Regions from separate parts of the Mus musculus genome. Here region 2 is linked to region 1. A link is a contact called in public Hi-C data. All regions are on one chromosome and are shown on one strand. The core of a region is the stretch at or near the end of the contact, and the rest is flanking DNA. Distances in the headings are between cores, read along the strand shown.

Region 1 (4,058 bases), core at 497-2,996:
TCGGTCAGTATTCTTGGGGGCATTCCTGGGGGCATGAGCAATGCATTAGCTGTCTATGGGCGTATGCACAATAAATCATAACCTGGACGTTTCTAGGGTCAGAATAAAAGGAAGCTTACTCCAGAGTTGAGCTCTGAGCCATTATTGAATGCTCGCTAAAGGGTATGCTCAGAGGATGACATACATCCTGGTGGACTGGAATGCTAGCAGCACATGATAGCCTTAAATTTTAGTATGTGACCTCAGTCCCTCAAACTGCACTTCGGGCACCTTGTTCTGATTGCCTCCTTTAGTTATCACAGGGATGTTCATTAGTTGTTTAGGGGCTTTGAAGAAAATTTGGAATTCTGGCCTCCACGATATATTACAAGGCATTAATGACATTGAACCCAGACCAAAGGATTCTGTTGATGGTCTAGAAAAGCCTATCTCTCTTAGCTAGGTCAGAGTAGGATCCATGATGCTTACCAGCATTGTAGTACAGCATTTTGACAAAAATCATTGTCTTAGAAATGAAAATTTCTGTTTTTTAAACAAATGGGGAGGGCAAGAACATTGGGACCCAAGGGCACATGTTGCTTTGCTGCTAATTTTGTGACTTACACACTTTGGCACAGATAAATCACTCTTACTCATCTCTAAAATAGAGATCATTGTGCATAGAAGTACTGTGCCAGGGTTTCTGTGCAAATGAGTGGAAAGCTCTTGGAGCATCTGCATGTAATAAGCATCGTAGGTACACCTGCTACATGGTAGTGGTACATCACAAAGTGTTCACAATTAGCCAAGGATTTCCTAGAGTAAACTGGCTGGTGAACATGTCTGTTAGGGATTATGTTAACTATTAATTGATGCAGGAGGGTCCAGATTACTGTGGGCAGCACCAGCAAGGTGAGCACAGGAATGAAATGAGTGGGCTAGCAAGCAGCATCCCTCCATGTCACTCAGTTCCCTGTTCTGACTTCATCCCGTGATGTGCCGAGACTTGGAAGTATAAGCGCAATAGGTGCTTTCCTCCAAAAAGTTGCCTCTTGTTAATGTTTTAGCAGAGTTTCAAAACATCAAACTAGAACACCTCCCGAGCAAAAGCACCAAGGTTCTGCTCAGTAACATGAGCTCAAATTTCCCTTTCTTATCTCATCAAAATTTCACGACACCAACCACTTTGAAGAATTAAATAAATGTGTGCACTTAGGCATGAGTATCAGTCATGGTATAGGCTATAAAGTCTTTGAATTGCATTAGCATCTTCATGAACCCAAGGAGTTTAAGTAAAAATATGTGGCTTGTTGAGCCAGAATAAGTCTGGGCAGATTAAAACAATGCAAGAACTCACTTCAGATACGATTTTTCTCATCTATCAAATAAAGGAGCTGGATTCATCGGTCTGTCCCCAAGGCCCATTGTACAGATAAATTGCTAGGATTAACTAGAGAACAACCTTTACATTAAAACCTTTAAAGTGCCACCAATGGCCCCCTAGTGGCTTGAAAAAGTACTGTGTTGATAGCAAAGCACAGCCCAAAGACTCTCACTTCATTCTATTTCATTTCTTTTGTCATTATAATAGATCATTCCCAACCTCACAAGAATGGTCCCCACAGTCAGACAATTAGTGATGTTTTCCCTTTATATCTGGCAACCCGAGAAGCAAGAGACCTCAGAGCACATTCTGTAGCTTGCATCTGTACGTTTTTTGTTCACATGTTGATAGTATCTGTAGTTCCTCATAACTGGAGCTGCATCTGTTTTCAATTAGACTTTTCTTAGTAGTGGATAACAGAGTGATCCGAGGCTCCTGGTAGAGTCTGCACTATGTCTTTCCCAAGAAGGATTGTTATGATACAGGGTAATCTCTTTGTGAAAATCTCATAAATGTTGTGTTGATGAATTGAAAGTGATATTAAATGTGTCTAACACCAGCTTATATTCTACAGCATCTGAACACACTTGCCCTAGGAAAATGCATCTGCTTTGAGGAAGGCCGTCATTTTCCCAAGAATGCTTAGGACTTGGATAGGTTTCCTGTAATGTATAACCTTGCTACATTGGATTTGAAGGCTAGATGTATTTGTGGAAGCAACACAGAGACAAACTGCTAACTTACTGGAGGATATGCATGAAAATAAATTCGCTATGTTTCTACTTCATAGAATCACTTCATTATTAACCTGGAGATGTTGGGAGCTTCTTTTTTTTTGTGCTTCCTTAAAAGTATTTCTTACAATTGGGGTATTAAATAAGGGGGTTTCATTCTGACAGTGCCTAATATTCACCATCCTAACACCATCTCCTGTTCGTATCTCTTCCACGGCTCTCTCCTCCTCAATGGCCGTGCTTCTGCTCAAATGTCTTATGGGAATATATTTTGCATATGACACCTGTCTCTCATCCCCCTTCCCATCCTCTCTTGCTTCATCTTCCCGCTGGTGCCCTTCCTCCCACACTAATAGTCCCCCTTTCACTTTCATGTCTTACAGACTCTTTCTTTTAAACTCTAGATTCTATGCACCAATGAGAAAAGTGTAATATTTATCTTCAGAGATCTGACTTGTTTCACTTGGTTCAGTGATCATCAGTTCCACTCCTTTCCCTGACAATGTCTTAACTTCACTTCTTTTTTTCAGCTGTAGGAGATTCCAATGTGTATCAGTGCCACACTGTAGGAGATTCCACTGTGTCTAAGTTCCACTCTGTCTTTCTCCATTCATCTGTTGATGGCGCACTGGCTTGTTATTCAGCGTAGTTAACAGTGAACAGTGCTGTAATGAACATAGAATTCCAGGAGTCCCTGTGTTATGCTTATCTGGATGTATTTCAGATAATGGTAGCTAGATCATATGGTGGTTTTATTTCCTAGGACTTTAAAACAGAATTCCTGTACTGATATGTACAGAGGCTGCACTAACCTGCAGTCTCCCCAGCACTGTATGTGGCTTCCTTCCTTCGGTGTCCTTGATGGATGGGATGGACTGGGAGTGGCACTTGTTTCATAAGCCTAACCCACCTTTCAGCTGAGGACCAGTCATGGCCACGCTGGACTTGCCTGAAGAACTGATGTTCTTCTATTGGTTTGCTTAACTTCTCTCCTTCCTCTTCCCTTCTCTGACTTTAAATGTTTTTTATTATTGCCTAAATTTACCGATTGCTTTCTCAGACACTAAATTAGTCCTTTGTGTTTTCTGAAAACAAAGCAAATCTTTAAAGCCTTTTTAGTAAAAATGCCATTGCCGATTATTACCTCATATGTTCTAGAGATGTCAAATATTAGTTACAATTGGCCTGGTTCCTGTTGTCATGTGGGGAGATTTGATGAGAAGGACCAGTCATACTTTCATATTCAGTCATGAAAGATTGCTAAAGCTCTTCAAATACCAGCACCTGCTTCTTTGCAAAGTTGTATGGGTATATATATGGAAAATCCAGGTGCATTATGGGGTTAAACTTGAAGGAAATCTGTCTATCACTTGATTTATGGAACACATGTTCTTTTGAACTCATTCATGACAGCATGACAGTTTTCTTTGAAATACATCACTTTCACTCTTTAAGAATGTTAGTAATTTTCAAGAGGAGCTTTGTGAAGAATTCCAAAGGTCTCAGCCTGGCTTATGGAACCATATTTATGATACTTCCAGTGTTATTCTTTTACATTTTAATTACATGCACAACTTAATGGTTTGCATGGTTATCTGTCCATCCATCTATCTATCAATCATCTATGTACATGTATGTGTGTATGTATGCCTTCATAAAGGCAATGTTTAGTAAACAAACCAAATATCTGCCACAGGGAGAAGTACACACACACACACACACACACACACACACACACACTTGTCCTTTCTTCCCCTTTCCTTCCTCATTGCCCTCCTGTTTCTCTCATTTCCTTACCCACTATTCCCTTCCCATGACTCTTATAGGCTCCTTTCTGCTTTTCTATCATATATGCACGAGTGTTTGTGTATTTAAATCTAGAATCTACATATGAGAAAAGCACTGTCTTTTCTTCCTTCACTATCCTTTCTTCCCATTTCCTTATATCATTAGACATATTT
Region 2 (4,058 bases), core at 760-3,259, 110 kb before region 1:
TGTCCATCAATTGGAGTGATTCAAGCTCTTGGCTCTTGTGAATAGAACACAGGTGTCCTGAAGTCTCGTCAATATATTGGTTTCATTCTCTTTGGCTATCTATGCAGAATTGAGTCTCCGTAGTCTATGGTGCTTCTGTTCTAATTGTTTTCTGTAATTGCTACACCTATAGTGTTCCAGGCTCTCTCCTCTACTTCCTCACCAGCTCTTACCTTGCCTTTTGGTAAGATCCATTCTACACAGAGTCAGCTATCTCACTGTGGCTTCGAGTTGAGTTTCTTTGATAATAATGCTGTTGAGACATTTACAAAATATACTTTGCTATTAATCCGTGTCACTTTTTGCCTTTTGTTTCTATTAGCCTATGTTAATTATATAGAGGGGGCATTTAACCCCTTCACTGTTTCCTTCATCTGTTACAATTTTTTTTGCAGCATCTTTTCTGATGTTCTCTATATTGTTCATTTTTAATTAGTGGGGCTTCTTCTTTGATTTTTCTTTTCTTTCTTTCTTTCCACCTTGCTATTGGAGTTCCTTATATATCTCAGAAATTAACCTCTTATTAAAAGTATAATTTAATCCAGTTTCTTCCATCCACTCTGCTAATTATTTTTATTATTATTTGTTGAGCAAAAGGTTTTTAGTTTGGCATAAGCCTGTTTGCCTGCTTCTGCCTTTGTTTTCTGTGTTTTGGGGTCTTACCTCTCCATCCATTCCAATGTCAAGTAATTTTCCTATGTTTTATATTTTTGTAATTTCAGGTTTTCTGTCTAAGATTCTAATCTTTTTTTTTTTTAGTTGATTTTTGTAATTAATGCAAGGCCGGGGGTCCAGTATCTTCCTTGTGAATGCAGATGTTTATTCTCCCAGCACAGCTCACTGTGGGCCATTCTCCTTCCAATGCATGTTCTTAGCACCTTTGCTGAAATCCAGTTGGCTGAAAGTGTGTATTTTTCAAAGATCATAACAGAAAACTTCCCAAGATGGCCTTATTTAAATTGCAGCCATCTGTTTAATCTTCTGCATTTTCAAGCTTCAGTGTCTAAGTCTGTAATTTAATTAAACACAAGTTATATTTCACAGGTTGTTTTTGAAGGTTCATGGTTGACACCTAATCCATAAGATGTATTTCCTAATTGCTTATTATAAATAATTACAAATGGAGCAATCACAATCATTCCTAAGTTAAACAGTCTTGTCGGTAGATTAGATGTTCCAATAAAGTTTACATGTCTACAGTTATTGTGCTAATCAAAATCAGCTTATGAACAATTTTACTATTTATGAATTCTTTGTTAACAAAGAAAATAAATTCACGCTACGGGGCACATGTAGGATACACAGGAGACACAGCTCTCTAACAGCCTCTTTTCTGTTTTGTTCTTGTGGAAAGGAAAGTATTTTAAAATATGTATTTGTGTGTCAGCTAGGAAGATAAATGACTGGTTCTAATAATTTCATTAAGAAATTAATTCCACGCCTCTTGGGCCATGGCTCTGAACTTTGCAGGTTTTGAAAAATTGTACAAGGTAAAATGTGAGTTACTTTTGGTAAAGATGTCAAAACCGCATAAACTCAATTCTATAGCCCCTCCATTTCTTCCTCATTTCCTTATTCTCCTCCTCTTCTTCCTCCTCCACTTCTTTCCCTCTCCTCTTCTTCCTCCTGTTACACCGAATAGGCAAATACTTCTTGCCAGAAGAAAATTGTACACTGCTCTTTTGAAAGGCTTTCTTAGTTTGGGTTTGTTCAATAACTCAAAATGATTCATGTTAGCGATGAGTGCTGAAATAGAGAGAAAAGTCAATTGGCTAGGATATTATCACTTGTGTGCTAAGAAAAATAAATGTTCTTGAAAAATAACGACCCAGAGGACTGGGTCCATTCTTCTTCCGTTTCTCTCCCAGGGTCTCCGACAACTGCAGGTTGTTGTAATGCTCAGCACTGTGAGGTTCGGCTTCCATCACTCGCTCCTCTCTTCAGCAGACACTGCACTTCTGCAATGTGCTAGGCACTCACTTGGCACTGGGGTGGCTGAAAACGAAAACCAGATGGAGTCCCTCCCCGCTCTGGCTAGCAGTCTGCGAAGAGAGAAATTGATTAAATAGTCAAATTAAACAGTTGAAAATCTAAAATGTAGCTTGGAGAGTCTGAATTAGTGGAGGGAGGCAGGCACGGCTTCTCCACAGAGGAGGGAAGACGAGACTAAAAACTTGGGAGAAACTGGAATTAACAAGGGAAACGGCAGAAGAAAGAACAGCTTAGGAAAAGACACAAGGAAAAATATCCTATGGGATAAGAATGTGCAAACCAAGTAAGAGAAAATAAAAGGCACAGAGAGTTTATGAAGGTGGAAATCAGACCATGTGGAACAATGTAGTCTATGCTAAGGGGTTTGACCCTAACAATGGAGGGGTTTAATTGGTTTATGATGTAATAGTGCTTATATCTACTTTGTTTCCCGTGGGCAACAGATTAAAGAGGACTTTACTGTGCCTTATGAAGGGACGTTTAGAGTCTCTCCTATAGTCTGGGATCTTTGGAAGCCAAGAAGATAAATCTAGGAACAAGGTTGTAGCTGAGGAGATGGGAAGGCACTGGAAATGTTCAAAAGCTATTTAGTAGGTAAAATGGGTATGGCTTAGTGGTGGTTAGGTATGGGAGGAGTGTGAATGAGCCAACAATTTGAATTGGGCTAACTGGACAGACATAGATACTTTCTCCATAGGCAACAGATAGATTCTAAGAAAGAGCCAGGTTCTAAGGTAGAAGTAAAATCATAAATTTTTGTTTTGATGCCTCCCCAGAGATGAACAGGGTGCTTTAGTAAAAATGGACCAGACACCACAGCAATGGCATCATAGTGAGACTGCATTAGGTGAGAGCTGCATACATGTGAGGCACCCTAGTGGACCAGTGCAGTCCACCATTGCAGTGACTATGAACAAAAGGTCTTGCCAAGGATGAAATCACCCAGAAAGGATGCGGCTAAGATGGCCTGGAAAAGATCCTCTAGGAACTATAAGATCTTTACTGACCAAGTAAGGAGAAAGAGTCTGCCATTGGGAGACTCAGACACAATCATAAAAGAGCAGGGTGATGTATCAGCACAGACAGAGACCGGTTCAGGAAGACTGAGTGGTGCCAAATGTGGCTGGAAGATCATGGAGATGGAGGCAGGATGGCGTTTGCATGGCGTACTAGCTTGAGGATCTCCTGTGACTTGACACCAAGCTATTTTAGTGAAACATTGAGACCAGAGGCCAGATTTGACACCAGTGGGGACTTTCATGCAGAAGAAGAGGAGGTTATCATAGACACACAGTTGGATGTTCATGCAAAAAGGAGATGAGAGGTGGGATGGCAGTAAGGAGAATTAGGGGCATGGAGCTATTCTGTTGTCTTGTTTTGGGGTTGTAGAATCTTGAAGAACTTGGAATCTTATAAGAAAGAGAGAAAACATGTATGGCAGAACAAGTAAGTCACCAGAAACCAAGGTTCCAAACACCGTGTGTGTGATCAGTTTTCCCCTTTGGTTCACTAGATTCTGACTGTGGGTTTTTTTTTTTTTGTTTGTTTGTTTTGTTTTTTTTTGTTTTTATCATACACATCTCTCATTTACCAACCTGTAAGGAGGAGAGGGATGCTAGGATTCTCTGTGAACTTCTTGGCTCCCTTTCACAGTAACAGTTACTGATTGAAAAGAGTCTTCATTAGCATTTCCATTAAAGTCAACAGAACCAAAATCCAAACAAGGAGGGGAGGGCATAGGGAAGTAAACATGGGTGATATTTAAGAAAAGATGAGGAGGAGGAGGAGGAGGAGGAGGAGGAGGAGGAGGAGGAGGAGGAGGAGGAGGAGGAGGAGGAGGAGGAGGAAAGAACATCACCTTCAACCTTCACAGACATCTTAACTTAGCTCTTTAGACACGTTAATAGTTGTAGCTTCTTCATAAACTCATCCCAGTAGTTCAGGCCTCTAGACATGAACATGAGCACTTATACCACAGGGTATTTGGAACCATATGTGGTCATTTAAGAAGACAGATCCAATATGTT

What was found. A called contact is a pair of places that touch in the nucleus more often than the background predicts.
Region 2: a Hi-C map of cranial neural crest shows a contact between it and region 1, with 1.7 times the contacts expected there. The contact joins two enhancer-like sites. A contact is called at or near these places in 1 of 15 datasets of contacts at CTCF or cohesin (the G1E-ER4 cell line) and 8 of 484 Hi-C or Micro-C datasets (the G1E-ER4 cell line, cerebellum, cerebral cortex and 5 more).

Annotation. Positions count from the first base shown.
Region 1 is chr1:150,822,234-150,826,291 of GRCm38.p6, reverse strand. All of the region lies in intron 4 of Hmcn1 (hemicentin 1), which reads left to right. Among named protein-coding and RNA genes, the nearest start is that of Hmcn1, 170 kb to the left of the region's middle. Within about 2 kb of position 1,746, at least 3 of the 459 cell types and tissues checked have an H3K27ac peak or open chromatin away from gene starts, as enhancers often do.
Region 2 is chr1:150,931,747-150,935,804 of GRCm38.p6, reverse strand. All of the region lies in intron 1 of Hmcn1 (hemicentin 1), which reads left to right. Among named protein-coding and RNA genes, the nearest start is that of Hmcn1, 60 kb to the left of the region's middle. Within about 2 kb of position 2,009, at least 41 of the 459 cell types and tissues checked have an H3K27ac peak or open chromatin away from gene starts, as enhancers often do.